4 separate regions of the Zea mays genome follow, and regions 1, 2 and 4 are each linked to region 3. Evidence: chromatin contacts called from public Hi-C data. All regions are on one chromosome and are shown on one strand. The core of a region is the stretch at or near the end of the contact, and the rest is flanking DNA. Distances in the headings are between cores, read along the strand shown. Region 1 holds the start of LOC100285383. Region 2 holds the start of LOC100193150. Region 3 holds the start of LOC100501122 (DNAJ heat shock N-terminal domain-containing protein). Region 4 holds the start of LOC100192483 (putative metal-nicotianamine transporter YSL6).

Region 1 (2,700 bases), core at 102-2,601, 560 kb before region 3:
CTCCGGCTTTGGCGGCTCGGGCTCCTCCTCTGCCTTCTTCTCCTCCGGCGGCGTTGGCGGCGGGATCGGCGACAGCAACTCCACCTTGCGGCCGGTCTTCTTCTGCACGCGCTCCACCACCCTCATGGGGTCGGCGGCCGCCTTCTTCCCCTTCACCACCACCTTGTGCGACTTGGAGTCGGCGACCACGTCCTCCACTCCTGCGTGCAATTTCCCGCTTCAGTTCAGCACACGCATGGGCAAGCCGCCGTTGCGTAGCTAGCTTAGAACATTGTTCGAGAATCATCTGCAGCAAAGCATACTCCTAGTCTCCTACACACGCATGGCTGACTGGCTGAGGAATGAATCGGCTTCACTTTTTTTTCTGGGGGCTCTGACCTCTGAGAGAATGACGTACGCTTGGTCGAGCAGGCCGTCATACTACCAGCCTGCCCCTGCCCCTGCCCCTGCGCCCTGCCCCTGCCCTGCCCTTTTGTCGAGCCATCTCGGCGGAGGGATCTCTCTCTAGTCAGGGAGCCTGGATGGGTTCGTGTGCAATTGCTACCATTGCATGAATCCCCCACCCCCTGCCTTCAAACCCATCCATGAACCGCAGCAAGAATAACCCCCGAAGCAAGTATACTAAATCTGGAATTCTTTTTCCTTTCTTTCTCTTTCTCTTTTTTTAAAGAGAGAGAGAGAACCGATCAGCGTACAGATACTACGTGTTACCGCAATGAGAAGAAACTGAGAAAGCAAAGGAGGAGGAGGCTAGCAGTAGCAGCGGAGTTTGAGGACAGGCAGAGGGCAGAGCATTTATTACCGTCGAAGCGCTTGAGGATCTTCTTGACCTTGCGGGCGCATCCCTCGCAGTGCATGTAGACCCGCATCTCGACCTCCTCGGGCGGCGGCGGCGGCGGGGGGGGAGGGGGCGCGTCGTCCTTCTTCTCCTCCCCGTCCTTGGGCTTGTCCTCCGCCGCCGCGGCGTCCTTGGGCTTGTCCTCCGCCGCCGCCGTGGCGTCCATGGGCTTGTCTTCCTTCTTCTTCTCCTCCTCTGCCGCCTCCTTGGGCTTCTCCACCTCCGCCTGCAATGCAAGGCCACCACCGTCACCGTCCGTCAGGATGACCGACCTGAGCACCGTCGAAGCGGCGTCCGTTCCCGACGGCCAAACTCACCTCGCCCATGCGGCCTGCGCTGTGTGCCCTGCTCTAGTCCCTTCACACTCACACACTGTACTGCTGCTGCTGCGACTGCAAAGCTCCTCCACTCCTCGGTGACCGAGCGGTGCGGGTGAGTGCCTGTGGTGGTGGCTGCCTCTGTGCTGTGTGCTCTGTGTCTGTGCTCTGCTCGCGTGTCTGTGACGCCGGCCGGTGGGTATGTATAATGGGATGGGTCACCTATATGTAGCGAGCGGGGAGGGGAATGGGTGGGCGCCGCTAACCGAGGCCGGCCTGCGAGATCCGCATGGAAATGATTCCGGCGTCTCTCCTCCCTTGCCTCCCTCTCACTCCATCTCTCTCTCTCTCTTGGAAATTACTAGCAGGCACCGACGAGACGAACACCTACCTGGCTGTAAGAAATCACTAAGAGCTTGTTCGGTTAGCTCTCAATCCATGTGGATTGAGCGGGATTGGATGGGTTTGAATCCCAAACAAGTCAAACTTCTTCACAATTTTTTCCAATCCCATCCAATCCATGTGTATTGGGAATAACCGAAAAGCCCTAACTGTGAATAAACATACTGCAGCGCGCCGCGCGCGCGTGGGTAAGTTCCTTTTTATTGCTGCTTGGAGAACGAGAGGGAAGAAAAGATTCTTTTTTGGACGATGTAATAATAATAAATTATTACTTACTGTGTGTTTTTACCCAGTACTCCAGATTTACTACAACTATAATTATACTAGTAATAATAATAAATTAAATTTGTTGGTACTACATGTTTGTACGATGTACGTTGGTGACCATATATATATTTTTTTTACTTCAACTTGCACACTGCCATAGTGCCATGCCATGCACGGGCCGCAAGCAAAGCATCCGTTGGGTGACACAAATCTACAAATAAACAAAAAGAGAGGGAAAGAGAGAGGGTTTCTTGGCATGTAAGTATATACGTGCGTTTCTCAAAGTGCCTTTGCAATGTATCTCATCTCATCTTCGCCCAGGGCGAGGCCGAGGAGCTTTGCTGACGCATCTACTAGTTCGCTCGCCCCGGCCCGTACTCAAAAGTGCCTTTCTGTGTTTCCTTTTTTTTTCTCTGAGAGGCTTGGTGCATCATCAAGTCATTAGCTTTCTTGCCACACACTGTATTATCAATGTATTTATTTATTAACAAAAGCTTCAGTTTCTGTATCTGTTCTAGACTTTTCTAGTGCTCCGCTAGGACTACACGCATGCATGACTCAGCACACATATCCCTACCCAGCTGTCCGCCATGCATGCATGCGTGTGCATCGTGCTCGTGCAGCCAAAATAAGGAGATCGATACAATACAGATAGCTTAGTTTCAAGATATTCGCTTGAGTTTAATTCGTATCGATTTCTACTTTAATTCGTATCGATTTCTACTGTTCCAAACTAGCAGCATACGGATCCAGCGTTATATATAGTTTTGTCCTATAATATGGCTTACTTGCAGTAGACCCAAAGGGCGGGGCTAAAAGTTTTTCAGCTTTGTTGTTTGACCGATCTTGTGGAGAACGGCAACAGCCTGATTCTAT
Region 2 (2,700 bases), core at 172-2,671, 630 kb after region 3:
AAACAACTGAAATGATTTGCTGCTATACTGAGCCTTCTAAAATAAACCTTCAGTCGTTCATGAGCCTCCCCAACTGTTCTTCCATCCTTCTTCCTCCGCCATGTGTGACCATCTCTCCGGAAATACCGATTGACACGACGATTGTAAAGGAATAGGGAACCACCTGTAGAACAATCAAATATGTTGTCAAAGAAAAGAACAATTATACAAGTAAGATAATTTCCTCTAATTAAGGGATATATGTGCTTTACTGGGTGGCTTCTTTGGTGCCTCATGGGTGATAGGGAACCTCTCGTGATTCTGCAAGATATAGTACACTTCAGAAGGCTTTAACCACCTACTCCTTGCTTCTTCACGAAGTACGTTGATGTCAAAACCTACAGCCAGACAGAGTACCAAAGGATAAGCCGATAAGGCGCGGCAGTATTTAATTTTCTATTAAACCCCATAGGACCACAATAAATTCTCAACATTAACATGAACCTCATCATGGGATATGATTAGTTAAAGAAATCATTCCCATCTCAATATAAAGGTATATTGTATAAAGTTATAAAAAGAAAAATTCCGATGTTTTCAAGCTCGTCTAGGGAATGTACTGATCTCAGCAGTGTCGAAACCCCAACATAAGCCATGAACCTTGCCAAGATTTGCACCTTTATACGGTAGGAAAGGGCATATTTATGCTTCCAAGAGCTTGTACGAACATCCCATCCGTTATTCCGCTACAGCTGTACCAAAAGCTCAACGACGAATTCGAGCCAGAGTGGAGCATGAGCTCAAAAAGAATCTAACAAACGCCCTGCCTATTCCATCAATCACTGAAGAAACACAAGCGCTCAAAAGAATCCGATGTTTTCTTTTCTCTATTCTCCCTATATCGGGTAGTGGGATCCACTTAGCAGCATCAGAAGCAATCAAGAGCCCCCGCCAAGAAACAAGAACCGCTGCTCTCATCGCCCTACCTAGGTCCACCCCCAGGAAGTACAATAAAGATGATGTCTTGGCCGCGGCAATCAAGAATCACCAAATAAACGACGAGAAATCACAAGAAAAACACTCACTCTGGCTCATGGTCACTTGCAGAGATCCAACAGCTTCTAAGCTCCCATGGAAAGAGGGGGGCGAGGAACCCCCGCACTATGGTTCCCCCAGTTGCCAACAAAAGCTCTGAAATTAGCCGCTAACAAACAAGAGTTAGGGAGGACGAGGAGAAGCTGCAGTACGCCACAAGAACTCCTCCTGTGCCCTTTACTGGCTCCCGCAGCGCAGATGAGGATACAGCAGGGCAGACAGGGCATACCCTAGGGTGAGAGGGGGAGAGAACATATTGGTGAGTAAATCGATCAGCTGCTTCTGCTGATTTAGAACATATTGGTGAGAGGGAGAGAGAAGATATTGGTGCCTGAGTCTGCTGCTTCTGCAATTCAAGACAGTGACTGGCCCTTGTGTACCCTGATTTAGGGCTTGTTTGGAACAAAGGGTAATAGAGGGGATTGAGGGAGCTATAATCCCTCACTATTTAAAATTAAGTAGTAGGGGATTCTAGCCCCCTCAATCCACTCCATTACCCTTGATCCCAAACAAGCCCTTAGAGTTTATTAGTCCACGTCCATCCACAGAATTTCATTAGCGAAAAGCGCAGCTGAACGGGTTTGTTGGCGAGGATAAACAACTGTAGTAAGATATTAGTGTGTAGGTGCACATGGGATTTTCATACTGCAACGAGCAACTTGTGCAATCCTGACTTATTAAACTGCTCTACCTTCTCATTTTGGTTTTTGTTTATAGCTTGACTTGACCTGGGAGTCGAGATGACGAGTGAAACCATTATTCATAGTATCACTGGTCACTCCTCCCCATCTGAATGCGAAAGCAAGTGCTTGTTCTTTTCGCAGAGGGTTAGGTAAAAATTGCCGTCTAGAAGTCAGTGACACCGACACCGAGTGTAGTTGTAGATGAATGCTTGAGCACCTTCCTGAGATCCAATGTATACACTAGCTATCCTAAAGCCACAGCCAGCCTTACTTATCTCAACTTATATTTTAAATTACACTTGTAGAGTATAATATATATAGTACAAAATAGTGTCTACCGTGGCCATATCTACAAAATATGATATGCTGGCTATAGCATAAGCAAGACTTCTCATCACCATATTAGAGGCATTCATTTACTCCATTCTTTCCCAAATAATAGTCGTTTTAGCTCTTAGTTTTTATGTCTGTATTCAAATTGATGATAATAAAGATAGACACATATACAAAACACATACATCAAGTATTGTATTAATCTATCAATTTTTTAAAAACAAATTTTATTTTGGGACGGATGGAGTGCTCCATATGTTCTAAAATAATAGTCGATTTAGTTTTTTATTTTTATATTTATATTTAAATAGATAAATATATATATATATAACACATACATTAAGTATTGTGTGAATTCAATAAATATCTAAAACGAATTTTATTTTGAAACAGACGGAGTATTATTTATGTGTGAGAAGGCCTCAAACTCTACTCGGCAGAAATAGGGCAAAGTTAACTACGTTTACAGTGCAAACCTGACGAATGAGCGCGAGTACATTTCTCAATACCACACGCTAACAAATGATTTTGCTGAACTACAAACTTGGCTTTTAGGATGACAGACAGCTGAAGAGAGAAGATGGCCTCGCTCTCAAAGCCGCGTGCTCGA
Region 3 (2,700 bases), core at 78-2,577:
CCACATCCATATTGTACTCCTCACTCATCTGCGCCTCTGGACTCGATTGGCCAACAAACTAACTTGAGAGGAAGCAGCAAAGCCCAAGATCAAGAACTGGACAAGATTAAGTGTGCATCCAGATTAGAAATCTTCATTGCCTTAGCCTGCAGTTAAGTACATCCAGATTAGAAATCTTCACTGCCTGGGCCTGCAGTTAAGTACATCCAGATTAGAAATCTCAACAAACATCAAAACGGAAGAACTCATGACGTAACAGTATATATTACAAAAACGCATGTAAATAAGCACTTAAGAGGTCCCAGAAAAGTAAACTACCACATTTCAACCAATTCATTTCAGATCCAAAGGAAATTAGAAGTGAGGGCTACAGTTAAACCATACTTATCGATAGCTCTATTTCATGGAGAACTGACATTTCAGCTCGGAAAGAGCATGTACTTCCATCAAACCACTATGCAACACTGAGATTCACTTCGCTAAATTCGGGCTCCCGAGCATCCTTACTCCGATTCCATCCTTGATCTACAGCTGCTAAACTAAGCAGATCAAGCAACTCCTCCAACAATTCCCACGACAAAAAATGGTGTCTTTCATAGCAACAAGTGGAACAAAAGATCCAAACTTTCTACACACGCCCACAAATATCGAACCTCACCGACAATAGCATGTAAAAAAAACCAAGCGAAACAAACAAACCAGGCCCCTAGGAGTAGGAGGCACCTTGAATCCAGTTCACGAACACCTCCCCCAAACCCCAGCTAGAATCGAAGAAACGCCTCGATCCGCGTGATCCACAGCCTTAAGAAGAGAAGGAACTGACTATGTGTTTGGTTCATGGGCTCATGGGGAACGGAGACCATGGTGTTTGGATCTGAGTCATGTGGGGACGGAGACCTAGCAGCGGAGCTGTGTGGCGGCCGCGCGGGGCCGGTCGCGGGGACGCTGGGGCTGCAGAGAGCGGACGCCACGCCGGAGCAGGTCGCGAGGACGCTGGGCCCCAGGCGGTGGTCGACAGAGCGCGGTTTCCTCTCCGGGCTGCGGCGCAGCGAGCGGAGGGAGGAGAAGGGTTCAGGCGGCGGGCGGAGGGGCGATCTCGGCTGCGGGGGAAGAAGACGCGGCGGCCGCCCCCTACTGATGGATCGGGGACTCCCGGCGAGACGGGCCTAACCCTAGGCGCCCGCCAGATCTGCCGCCGCGCCAGGCCGCGGCCGGCGGCGAGACGCACCTCAACCAGAAGCTGACAGAGAGAGGGATCGACTGGGGACTCACCGGCGCCGGATCTCCGGGAGGCGCGCTAATTCGGGGGGCCAGCCCCCAGAATTGCGAATTTTTGGGGCCCCGAATTTTATTTCGGGGCAGGAGCAAGCTCGAAAAAACGAAGCTTTTTTAGTCAAAGCCTCCGAAATTTTGCAATACACGACGGCAATGTGCTGAGAAGGGTCATGTAGCTTGCTGCAGCACAGTAGTAGTAGAAAAAGAGTAGGTCAGGTCATGTGTGTCCTGTAAAAAGGGAAATAAATTATTCCATCTCTGTTTTTTTTTGTTGTTGTTTGCTCCAAAAGTTTCGAACTTTGCCCCTATTCGGCGCCCCAAATTAATTCCGGTAACATTGCAGCCCAAATAACGGGTTCAGCCCTAAGCCAGGGGCTTTCTCGGGATTTCCAAGCTTTTTCCTCTTTATTTCACAAAAAAAATACGTGCATATAAAAGCAAAGAAGATGGTTGCCGAATTTATTTGGGATCAAGAGACCGATTACTGTTTTAGCTGGAGATTTGAGCCCAGCACAAGGGCGCTCGATATGGGAAATGGCTCTAATGTCCTCCTGGCGGGCCCCACATTACTCAGACATGCAAAAGGCACTCATGAAGTAATTTGCTTGCGTACAGCTACGCGATATACTAGTCGTATGCGTACGTGACACTTTATTAAGGGCTATTTGTGTAAAATCACAGCAGCGCGGGGTAACCTGGTGCTGTTGCTGGAACAACAAAATGCCAGGGATATATCAGGACTTTCACATGCTATATACTTATGGTTAATATATCACAACCACCAGCCAAAAAAGGTTCCTCTCTTAGCTCTATTCTTTTTCCTCCACTGGAGAAGATATCTCTTGTGTGAGACACGGATGGATAGTTTGGAAAATCCATTTTACCAAGTAATTTATATTTTTCAAATGAAAAATAAACTAATTTCTCTTAAGAAAATAAAAATCTCTTGAAAAAATAAGTTCTCAAACTAGCCCTCAGATGTCCTTTTTCCCAAGTGTGGGACCCACTCCCATTGTTACTAGTCTTTAAGCATTCCCTCTCGACATCATCACTCACCAGCACTTCTTTTCTCTGTACGGGTATCTGAAAAAGGAACACAGTAGTAAAATAAACAGCACTAACACAAAAATATCTAGAGCAAGTACTAACATTGTTGACGTTTCTTCTGTCAGTGTAACAACAATTCACAGACAGAGTAATCCTGCAACTGGTTCATACGTGATAAATACGGATTATATTGAGCTTGTAAAGTACAGAACATGAGCATTTGCCACAGCTTCCAATAAAACTGCAACCTTCAGCTGAAGCAGCACCCAGTTCCAGAAGACAGCAGATGATATGGACGAACATAAGGGTCCTTAGAGGCTTACTGGCTTAGAGTTTGTAATAGAACGTTAATCAAGATCACACTTCAGAGTTTATAAT
Region 4 (2,700 bases), core at 138-2,637, 980 kb before region 3:
CAGCCCAAGGAAGCTAACAACAAACATGAATCCAATCATCCAGCCCAGTGAAGGAGTCTTGACATCCACGGCCCTGTTGCCAGGATAATCTGGCCCGATAAGTTCATAGGTTCTCTGGTCCATTGCAAGCATATAGCTTCCAAACCCCCCTGCAACCACAAGATTAGTCACTAATAATAAAAATATACTTTTCGAAGCAAAAGGAGGAAAGTGTTTATTGTGACCAAGCAAAAGGAGGAGAGTATTTGTTGTGACCAACGCTCTGCATGAAACAGCAATGTGATATTAATGCAGCAAAATTTCCCCAACAAGAGTATAATATCAACCATATATAAGGTAATCACAGCATCACCTTAAAAAAACTAGTTCGAAACAACAATTGTGAAACAAAACTAAATCCTTGTCGAATTTTATTGCTCATTGAATGACAAATGAAATCCTGAAACCGCTACTAACTAACAACATTTCTTATATACCATCTGAAACAAACGTTTGAACAACTGAATCTCCACCGGTATAAACTGAACTGAACTCAAGAAGACCAAAAGAACATCATGGGTCAAAGGCCTACATGAAATCCAATTAAGCTAGACTTCAGCCGTAAACTATTAGCCAGACTCCAGCCGTAAATTATTAGCAGCAATTAAACGCCCGATGAAAAATAACAGCCCTAAACTGTACTCCGATCCAAATAACGAGTAAAGTAGCACTACTCTACCAATACTGAACATCAAACTTCGTAACTCTGGGCAGCATGGAGATCTGTACGGCTCAACCAAAATTTGGAGGAGATCTCAGCCCAGGAGTACCTACTATCTAGGCGACAAGCAAGCTCCTCCATCCGCCGCGCAATAACCAATAATCATAACATACCGCTGAAGGCGAGGCCGTAGCAGGCGACGACGCATGTCTGAATGACGGTGTTCTCCTGCTTGGTGAAGGGCTTGGAGACGACGCCGAACCTCTCGAGCGCCGCCGTCCAGGTGCGGACCAGGAAGTAGCCGAGCAGCCCCGCGGCGACGTTGAGCGAGGGGATGATCCCGACGGTGAGGTTGAGCTTGTGCGTAATGAGGCAGAAGAGCACCCCCAGGACGGCGCTGACCGCCAGCCCCCGAGCCGTCACCTGCTCCCGCCACGGGGGCACCGCCTCCGGCGCCGGCGCGCCGGCGCCCGACGCGAGGAGCGGGCCGGTGATCTCACCCTCCGATCCCATCGGTCGCCGGCGTGAGTATCGGCAATGCCTCTGTTTCAATAATACTAATCAATAGTACTAATGATTAATAAAATAAATACACTTGTCTCTTCTCTTTGTAGTTTGTACGAGTAGTTTGTTCGGTTTCGCGTGTGGTGCGAGCGAGGTAGATGACGATGAGGCGATGAGGAGTTCGACGGGGTAGGTTGCGTGCCAACTGCGAGTGCATTAATAAATCCCCTTCGGATACCACCAGCACTGAGTACCACTCGGACGGCTCTTGACAATGACGTGCGGGGCCGAGAATATGTGGGTCTTCATCGGTGCCGCAAAGGACAAAATGGACCCACATGTCATCGTAAATATCACGACGGCTCGATACTTTGCCAGGTCCGGCTGGCGACGTGGACCTGGATATAGCCGGATAGAGACCCACGGGTACACCGTACGCCAGAGTGGTAAAGGGACACGCGCGTCATCGGCATCACATACTCTAACGCCAAACTCTATCTCCAACGCGGCGTTAGGCTCACGTGTTGGTAACATAATGATGGTAATCGACAACGTTAAATCATATTTATTTAAATCCAACCAATAACATTAAATTATATTTGTTTAAATTCAGCCGTAATCCAGTGGCGTAGCTAGGATTTTTTCATAAGGTATGCCATTAGAAATTTTTCATAAATAATTTAGCATAATTTATAATAGTTTGGAATACAATTTAATTAAAATATAAAGACAAGAATACCATATAAAACTATAGATTTAATGTTTAAGTCTATAAGTACATATATTAGAATATAAATATAATATAAAATAATCTAAACATCAAATAAAAATACATAAAAAATAAACTTGCAATTGGATTCGTGCGGTGCTGGCGGTGGCGCATCACGTGGCCCTGTCAGTCATCAGGCTTTCAGGGCATCAGCCACTAGAGAAATCAGGCGGCGAGAGCCCAGAGCCCAAACGACATGATCCTTTTGTTTTTGTGTTGTTCTAACTTCCAATGTAACATTGCACCTGTTTTTTTTTCTAGCTACTATGGATTGGTGGTCCGATGGGCCGGCCCATAGAGTATGCCATGGCCCACCTGGACCACCCTGTAGCTACGCCACTGCCGTAATCGATATCACACTAGAAATATATACCAGCATATTTAAACTTATTACCGCATGTACTCGAGTGTGAATCATTATCATTTATGTTATATTTTGTGAACCAAATAGCACCCTATTTTGTATTATATATTTCACGGTTAGTAGAGTAGAGATTTAAATAGTGAATTTAATAAAGAGCAGGATAGGAAGTCTGTTAGAGATAGTCTATCCTTGAAGACCTAAACTTATTATAAATATCATCTCTAACTAGAGATGGCAATGGAGACTCGATCTCTGTTTTCGCCGGAATTTCTCCATTAAGTATATTTTACTGTGTTTGTAGAGTAGAGATTTAAATAGGGAATATAATAAATAGTGGGATGAGAAGTCTGTTGGAGGTAGTCT

Evidence for each region. Hi-C and Micro-C count contacts between places; a contact is called where the count stands out from the background.
Region 1: a contact with region 3 is called in a Hi-C map of ear, with 2.1 times the contacts expected there. The contact joins the promoter of LOC100285383 here to the promoter of LOC100501122 in region 3. A contact is called at or near these places in 2 of 25 Hi-C or Micro-C datasets (ear and tassel).
Region 2: a contact with region 3 is called in a Hi-C map of ear, with 2.5 times the contacts expected there. The contact joins the promoter of LOC100193150 here to the promoter of LOC100501122 in region 3. A contact is called at or near these places in 4 of 25 Hi-C or Micro-C datasets (ear, leaf, leaf mesophyll and 1 more).
Region 4: a contact with region 3 is called in a Hi-C map of ear, with 2.3 times the contacts expected there. The contact joins the promoter of LOC100192483 here to the promoter of LOC100501122 in region 3. A contact is called at or near these places in 2 of 25 Hi-C or Micro-C datasets (ear and tassel).

The regions. Positions count from the first base shown.
Region 1 is chr2:71,454,122-71,456,821 of Zm-B73-REFERENCE-NAM-5.0, forward strand. LOC100285383 reads right to left here and starts at 1,352. Exons shown (of 5, transcript NM_001372212.1): 1 at 1,156-1,352; 2 at 803-1,064; 3 at 1-200. The coding sequence starts at 1,164.
Region 2 is chr2:72,646,808-72,649,507 of Zm-B73-REFERENCE-NAM-5.0, forward strand. LOC100193150 reads right to left here and starts at 1,422. Exons shown (of 13, transcript NM_001358650.1): 1 at 1,304-1,422; 2 at 1,065-1,170; 3 at 252-377; 4 at 48-163. The coding sequence starts at 1,074.
Region 3 is chr2:72,012,733-72,015,432 of Zm-B73-REFERENCE-NAM-5.0, forward strand. It overlaps LOC100501122 (DNAJ heat shock N-terminal domain-containing protein), which reads right to left and starts at 1,328. Exons shown (of 2, transcript NM_001195932.1): 1 at 1,273-1,328; 2 at 1-190. The coding sequence starts at 28.
Region 4 is chr2:71,028,974-71,031,673 of Zm-B73-REFERENCE-NAM-5.0, forward strand. LOC100192483 (putative metal-nicotianamine transporter YSL6) reads right to left here and starts at 1,388. Exons shown (of 8, transcript NM_001137703.1): 1 at 1,322-1,388; 2 at 874-1,243; 3 at 1-149. The coding sequence starts at 1,213.